Linked DNA regions of Rattus norvegicus: region 2 is linked to region 1. Evidence: chromatin contacts called from public Hi-C data. All regions are on one chromosome and are shown on one strand. The core of a region is the stretch at or near the end of the contact, and the rest is flanking DNA. Distances in the headings are between cores, read along the strand shown.

What was found. Hi-C and Micro-C count contacts between places; a contact is called where the count stands out from the background.
Region 2: a contact with region 1 is called in a Hi-C map of liver, with 3 times the contacts expected there. The contact joins the enhancer-like site here to the promoter of Gk in region 1. A contact is called at or near these places in 3 of 12 Hi-C or Micro-C datasets (hepatocytes, kidney and liver).

What each region holds. Positions count from the first base shown.
Region 1 is chrX:54,187,525-54,191,342 of GRCr8, forward strand. It overlaps Gk (glycerol kinase), which reads right to left and starts at 2,207. Exons shown (of 19, transcript NM_024381.2): 1 at 2,034-2,207. The coding sequence starts at 2,111.
Region 2 is chrX:54,244,866-54,248,683 of GRCr8, forward strand. No RefSeq gene overlaps it. Among named protein-coding and RNA genes, the nearest start is that of Gk, 57 kb to the left of the region's middle. Within about 2 kb of position 1,961, at least 2 of the 93 cell types and tissues checked have an H3K27ac peak or open chromatin away from gene starts, as enhancers often do. A contact at or near this core is called in kidney and liver, where this site is marked.

The sequences.
Region 1 (3,818 bases), core at 957-3,456:
CCATCCACTGAGTCATCTCTCCCACCCTTAGTGTGAAAATTCTCAAATATGGCTTCAACATTCAAAATATGGCTGATTGTGCTTATGTTCATAATTGTAGTACTTACGGGACTGAGACAAAATTACTACAAGTTTCAGACCGCTCTCTGCTAAGAGTGAGTCACTAACAACCTGAGCTATATAGCAACATCCTATCTTAAATAATCAGCTCATGGAGAGATGGCTTAGCAGCTGAAAGCACTGGGTACTCTTCCAAAAGACCTTCATATGATTGCCAGTATTCGCAGGGTAGTTCACAATTGTCTATAATTCAAATTCCAGGAGATCTGACACCCTCTTCTGGCCTCCTCAGGCAGTAGGCACACATGACTTACAAATAAACATGTAGACAAAATAGCCGCTCATATAAAATAAATACATTAAAATAACCCCAGTTATACAGTCCACGTTTAAATAAGCTCAGAAAAAGATAATGACTTTGTAGCTATATTATTGTTGCAGCTTATATTAATCAAATCCAGCCAAGCAGACTTATTTAGGATTCAGGATTACTTTATAAACATTTATATGAAGGTAAGACAAAGTGAACCCTACCTTTTGCTATCAAAAAAGTTTAAAATGCAGATGTGAAACAATGATTAGGAAACTCAAACCAGGGTTGTCCTTAAGGCATATTTAAATTGAAAGTGGACTGAAAGTTTCTCAATTACAAAAAAAAATGACTTCTCATGATCACAGTATCATGCAGTTTTTAGCCAAGTGCGAGTGGAAGAAAACACACACAGGTGCTGCTCATACACACAGGTATATGGGCTCACACTCACCATATAATACAGAAGAGTTGGGGATGTAGCTTAGTGACAGACTGCCTGCCTGCCTACCATGCTATAGGCAAGGGCATCAACCCCTAAGGGTACAAAGTAAATAAGTAATTGAATAAAAGTTGTGTTTGATAAAGAAATAAAAGAGGGGGGTAATTAATCACTAAATATTTACATCAACTCCAGGTTAGTCAAATGTCCACTGAAGCATGGGCTTTTAGCAGCTCTCTATTCACATAAATTACTTTGAAATTATCTCACTGAACTGAATGCTAGATCACTTCAAGAGCAAGTTTCCTAGCTGTGAGCAAGCAGTGGCTCATGCCTGTTATTCCAGCATTTGCCTGGCTGAGGCAGGAGGATCACGAGTTCCAGGCTTCTCTGGTGTGAACAGGCAGACCCCCCCATCTCAAAAGCAAAACAAAAAAGGAAAAGAAAAGAAGTGCTAAACTTCTTCACTGCAAAACGAACCAGCAAAGAGATATTTAAACAGCACCTCTTTATGGTAATTCTCGTCATGCATACTAAGTAGAATGGCCCTGTCACATTAAACAGTTGAGCAGAGTGGACAATATCTGATGAGAATGGTCAAAGTATCAGAATTGAAATTATTAAGCTCTTGAAATGAAATAAAGATAACAGAACATTGTAATGTGTCTGTTTCCCAATATGTTCCTCCACCCCCTCAGTAGCCTATCCTCTGCAATTTCTGTGGTAGAGGATGACAATGCATCAGCATGCTAATACTTTATTCGTTCTACCGCTTGAAAGGACACTATGTTGGGTTACCACAGCCGTGACACAGCTTTCCCTCCATCCAAGGACGTCCTGTGCCTAGCAGGCCAAACGCTCCTAGGGAGGACCACAGCGGTGTCAATGTGACCACCTGTCCCCTACTGCACCGGGGTTGCCCTGTGTGGATGCTCCAAGAGTAAAGAATCTCCCTATTGATATATGACCTGGCTCCACCACCAAGGCTGAGACTGCTCAACTCTACTGCGGGGGTGTGGGGGTCCTAGGAGGCTAAGATCTTCCCAGGCCAGGACAGAGCAATCCCAGAATGGTAGGTCCCCTCTTTGGCCTCCCTTACTTGCCCCAGCAGCTAGGGCCCAGGAGAACAAGAGGCGCGGACTGAGGACGCAACACCCCGCCTTTCCGTCCTCCAGTTAGTGTCCCAGTTCAGGGGCTGAGAAGATGTCACCCCGGACTCACCAAAAAACGTGTCGAGCTGGTACCCTGGTCCACTGCTCCCACCAATGGCCCCAGAACTGCTTTCTTCGCGGCTGCCATGGAAATCAGTCAGCTTCAGAGCCGAGAGCTTAACAGGGCTGGTCTCCGGGGTGACTGTGGAGGGCTGCGGAGGGCGGAGCAGGGAGAGCGGAGGGCAAGCAGCGCGCTTCTGCTGAAGGCTCACTGGGCTCCTAGGCAGCCCCTTTACTCGCGCCGGGCCGCGTCGCCCCGCCCCTCCGACTCAGGCCCCGCCCCTCCCTACATTCCCGGAGGCCTCGGGAGGCGTGGCAAAGGGGGGGGCGCTGTCTTCCGGGCCGGCCAATGAGCGACTACAGAAAGAGGCCCAGCAGCAGGCCAATCTGAGGGTTGTGAGACGTCACGGGGGCGGGGTCAGCGCCGGGCGGGGACGGTGGTCCGCGCGGTGGGTCACGTGGTTGGCGACGGGAGGAGCATCTGCCTTTAGCCAAGCTAAGGCTTAACGGAGGGCGGGGCCACACAGAACACTCCCCGCACCCGGCCCTGAGGCTTGAACAGAACCCTGAGACTTAAGCCCGCAGGAGCAACCTGGAGTGCCGAGCGGCCTCTTCCCTCTCTGGTAGGCTGTACAGAGCGCGACCTGAGTCGCCATTGGACGACACGGTTCTTTCGTCCCCGCGCTTCCCACGTCCCCCCGTGCTGAGCCCCTGCTAGTAACAATAAGCTCTTTTACCGGCATCATATCAGGGCGCGACCAGCTGCAGGAGCCAAGCGAACCCCTCACTTTTGTAGACCTGGGAAAAGGAATGCGGAAGTTATTTGGGCTTATAACCTAAGAAAAACGTATCAAACCATTATCTCCAGTATCTCAAGTTTGACCAACCATGAAGGAAACACTCAGCACCTCCCAGTCCTGAAGTGCTCTGGCCTTTTTTGCTTGGCTTCACTGAGTATACCCTCCCCTATGCACCATTTCCGCTCTCTTAAGCACTGTGAACTAGGTTGGGAGCAAATTGGGAATCTCACTTGACCTTGAATTTACCTTACCTAGATCCTTTGGAGGCATGTGTTCTAAAGGCTTTCAAACTTTGGACTGGACCTGGAGTGAGAAATAGTTTGCAAAACAACGTGGAGCTGGAGTTTGTGGGCTGCTCGTTGCACTTGCACTTTTTGTGTATAATTATATACTGTATACTCGTGTATATTTTAAAATATTTTCTGAAAGCACTTTTATCTATGCTATGCGTTCTATGTATTTCGTTGTATGGCATATCAGTTTTTAATATCTTGATTGGAAAAAAATCACTAAATTGAGCTAGGTGATTTAGTGCAAGTCTATAACCCACTATGGAAGAGGATCAGAAAGATGTTCAAGGCCATCCTTGGCTACCTTACAACCAAAAAAAGGGGAGGTGAGGAGGGAAGGAAGGAAACAAGCAAATATTGATTTTGTAAGCTACCATGCTGCCTGTCATCTTCAGACTTGATACTATTCCCAATGTCTCTCCATCCATTTCCCAAACCTCACACTATTTTGAGCACCTTACAATTTTTATTAGTTTACTCTATACCACCTCATTCATGCATATTTGTTTATATGTTTATATAGTTTTGCCTCACTTTCTCTTAAAGCACAATTTCCTGTCCTGGTGTTCCAGATGGGGACTGCTTATAGAGATGCTACACTTGCTGAGAACTGATAGCTTTCAGATAAGTCAGTACTTTTTGATTTCCTGGAATAAAATAAGAAGCAGACAGGCAGAATAGACAAATATTAAGACACTAGGCTAA
Region 2 (3,818 bases), core at 711-3,210, 57 kb after region 1:
AGATTGATGAAGCAGAGAAGTGCAGACCGACAGGAGCTGGATGTAGATCGCTCCTGAGAGACACAGCCAGAATACAGCAAATACAGAGGCGAATGCCAGCAGCAAACCACTGAACTGAGAATAGAACCCCCGTTGAAGGAATCAGAGAAAGAACTGGAAGAGCTTGAAGGGGCTCGAGACCCCATATGTACAACAATGTCAAGCAACCAGAGCTTCCAGGGACTAAGCCACTACCTAAAGACTATACATGGACTGACCCTGGACTCTGACCCCATAGGTAGCAATGAATATCCTAGTAAGAGCACCAGTGGAAGGGGAAGCCCTGGGTCCTGCTAAGACTGAACCCCCAGTGAATGTGATTCTTGTGGGGAGGGGGATAATGGGGGAGGATTGGGAGGGGAACACCCATATAGAAGGTGAGGGTGAGGGGGATGTTGGCCTGGAAACCAGGAAAGGGAATAACAGTTGAAATGTAAATAAGAAATACCCAATTTAATAAAGATGGAGAAAGCAACAACAACAACAATAAAAAACCAAAATCAGGGTCAGGAAGTCAGAGTCAGTGAGTGCAAAGTAACAATAGGAGGAAGAGGGTATAAAAAGTAAACCATAGAGGTTCACTCTGATCATCCTGGAACCAGCTCCTAATGTGAGTTAGCTGCTGTCAGAGGAAAGGAGTTGGTTCTCTTACAGTCTTAGGAGAAGTAGGGAGCAGATAATTCCCAGCACCTAGGGGAAGAAGTTAATATTAGCCCAGCAGGACTGTGAGCTCTTTATATGTCCTCACCTTTGATTTCAAAGTCAGTTCCAATTTGTCTTTCTCTCCCTGTAACTTCCCTGGGTATACTCTAATCACTCCCAAATGAGAGTGTTCTTCATGTTCCCTTCATCCAAGATGCTGTGTTTTCTAGTTTTTGTCAATCAAATTGTTCTTATCCTTCTAGGCCGATCAGCAGTTCTTCCTCCATTCCCTTTTTGAGACTGTTTGTTTGCTTGTGTGTGACAGACTCAGGTATCAAGGTCTGGCCTAAACAAAGTAGCTGCTGACCTTGAATTGCCATGTCCCTGATTGCAGCTCGCATGTCCTCAGATTTCAGGCATATGTCACCATCCTCAGCAATACATGGTTGTGATGACTTCCTGAGGCTCACCAGGTGGTTACTATGTAGCTGAGGCTGCACTTAATCTTGTAATCCTCTTTCCTCTGCCCCTGACTATTGAAATTATAGGTACAGACCATGGTGTTAGTTCAGAAGGAAATTTGCAGTGATATTCTTACCATTACATCTTAAATGTTGGGATTACAGGAAAGTAGCAACCACACCCAGATTCTATAATAATAATAATAATAATAATAATAATAATAATAATAATAAGCCATTAATATTATTATTTTACCAATGCTTGTTTTATTCATCTTTTCCCCACTTTCCCTTTTTAGTTATCTTTTGTGTGCCCTGTGTGTTATCTAGACTCATAAGATGAATTTTTTTACAGCCTGTGCTCTGGAAAGACTCCAGGCGAAGCCCTTGGTCCTGCCAAGGCTGGACCCCCCAGTGTAGGGGAAATGTCAGGGTGCAGAGGTGGTAAGGAGGGGGGTTGCAGAGGGGGAACACCCTCATAGAAGAACGGGAGGGGTGGGATAGGGGGGCTTGTGTACAGGAAACCAGGAAAGGGAGTAACACTTGAAAGGTACATAAAAAAGTCCAATAAAAATACAAATAAAAATAAATAAAAAATGAAAGACTCCAGGTGCTTCAGGAGGATTTGTATTAGGTAAATAAGAATTGCAAGATTTAGTAAAACCTGGACAGAAGTAAGCATGAAGGTCTCATGAAGGGACTATGAACTAATTTATAAAACAGACTCCTGTAGCCCAAACTAATGAATAACTCACTATATTGCTGAGGGTGACCTTGATTTCACCTTCCAAGTTCTCAGATTACAAGTCTGAGTCGCCAAGCCCAGCCTCTGAACAGGCTTATCCAAGAGAGTAAAGGGCAGAAGTCATTTTAGCAGAGCCAGTAGTAGATCATTCAAATGTCCCGGGATTTTTTTTAAAGTGCCAAAAGACCCAACACATCAAATATTCATGTTTAGAACTTGAAAAATTGATAAACTAAATATGTATGTTACACGAATGCTTTTTCTATTTGTTGTGTTTTTGACAAACTTTTCATGAGCTGCTATTAACCTCAATTTATAAATAAGATAACCAAGCCTCAGGGTTTAAATGACTATTCTGGAGAAAGTCAAATTTAGAGCAGCAGAACAAAGATGCCAAAATGGGTTTTCTGATGCCAAATAAGTGCTCTTTCCTCTACATTCTGTCTCTCAACTCTGGTTTTCTCTGATAGTACAGAACTGAGCAAAAGGTCAAACAGAGGTTCCAAAAGAGAAAAGTTAGGAACTGCAGGGAGGTGTGTGTTTTTGTCTGTGTGTGTGTTTTTTTGTGTATGTGTATGGGCGTGTGTGTGTGTGTGTGTGTGTGTGTGTGTGTGTGTGTGTGTGTGTGTGTGTGTGTGTGTGTGGTGTAAGACCTTTACAGTTTCTGCTTTAAAGAACATTCTGGTTAAAAGAACTATACAAAAATCCCATGTTCAGTAGGTTTCTTCATTCCTTTCCATGACCTTTACTCTGTTTTACATGGTTGGCACTAACATTCACATAGGTAATAAAAACGGAGGCAGGAAACAGGATGACTTCTAACCTATTTAAATAACGAATATGGAGGAGGTGGTGGGAGCCAACAAAGATGTCATAACATGGAAAGCAAGCATAAAGAACTATCTTAGAGAAGTTGTGCAAGTCAGTTGACTGAAAACTCCTTTTTTATTTCTGTTTGTTTTGGACAGATATATTCACTATGTAACCCAAAGTGGTCCCAAATGAATGATCCACCTGCCTGAGCCTCTGAGTGCTGAAATTAAAAATGTGTACCACCAAACTGGCCTATTTGAATGAAATTATATTTATGTACCGATATCTCTCCAATAGTATGCCTTTGAAACAACAACCACCAAACAATAGGAGAGTACCATATTCTAATACAAAACAGGTTGTTCCTTGGCTACAAGGCAAGGGTCTGTTAAAAACTGTAATGTGAAGTATATGAAAGGGTAATAGAAATAAATATGATCGAAATACATTATATTAAATTTATTGTTATTATTGTTGAGAAATGGTCTCACTACATAGACCTAGCTTTTCTGGAACTTTCTGTGTAGGCCAGGCCTAACTATGACTCTGTTGTGATGGGATTAAAGGCCCAAATCAGGCCATATGTATTTTTAAAGAAATGTAACAATAAGATTGTTTATCTTCAAAAAATTGGGTTTCTATAGAGAATGGCACCTTTAGTAAGAAGTAGAAACTGCAATATACATCTCTTGGGCATATACCCGAAAGATGCCCCAACATATAACAAAGACACATGCTCCACTATGTTCATTGCAGCCTTATTTATAATAGCCAGAAGCTGGAAAGAACCCAGATGCCCTTCAACAGTGGAATGGATACAGAAAATGTGGTACATCTACACAATGGAATATTACTCAGCTATCAAAAACAATGACTTTATGAAATTCATAGACAAATGGAGGGAACTGGAAAATATCATCCTGAGTGAGGTAACCCAATCACAGAAAAACACACATGGTATGCAGTCATTGATAAGTGGCTATAAGCCTAGATGCTTGAATTGCCCTAGATGCACAGAACGCATGAAACTCAAGAAGGATGATCAAAATGCAAATGCTTTACTCCTTCTTTCAAAGGGGAACAAGAATACCCTTGGCAGGGAATAGGGAGGCAAAGAT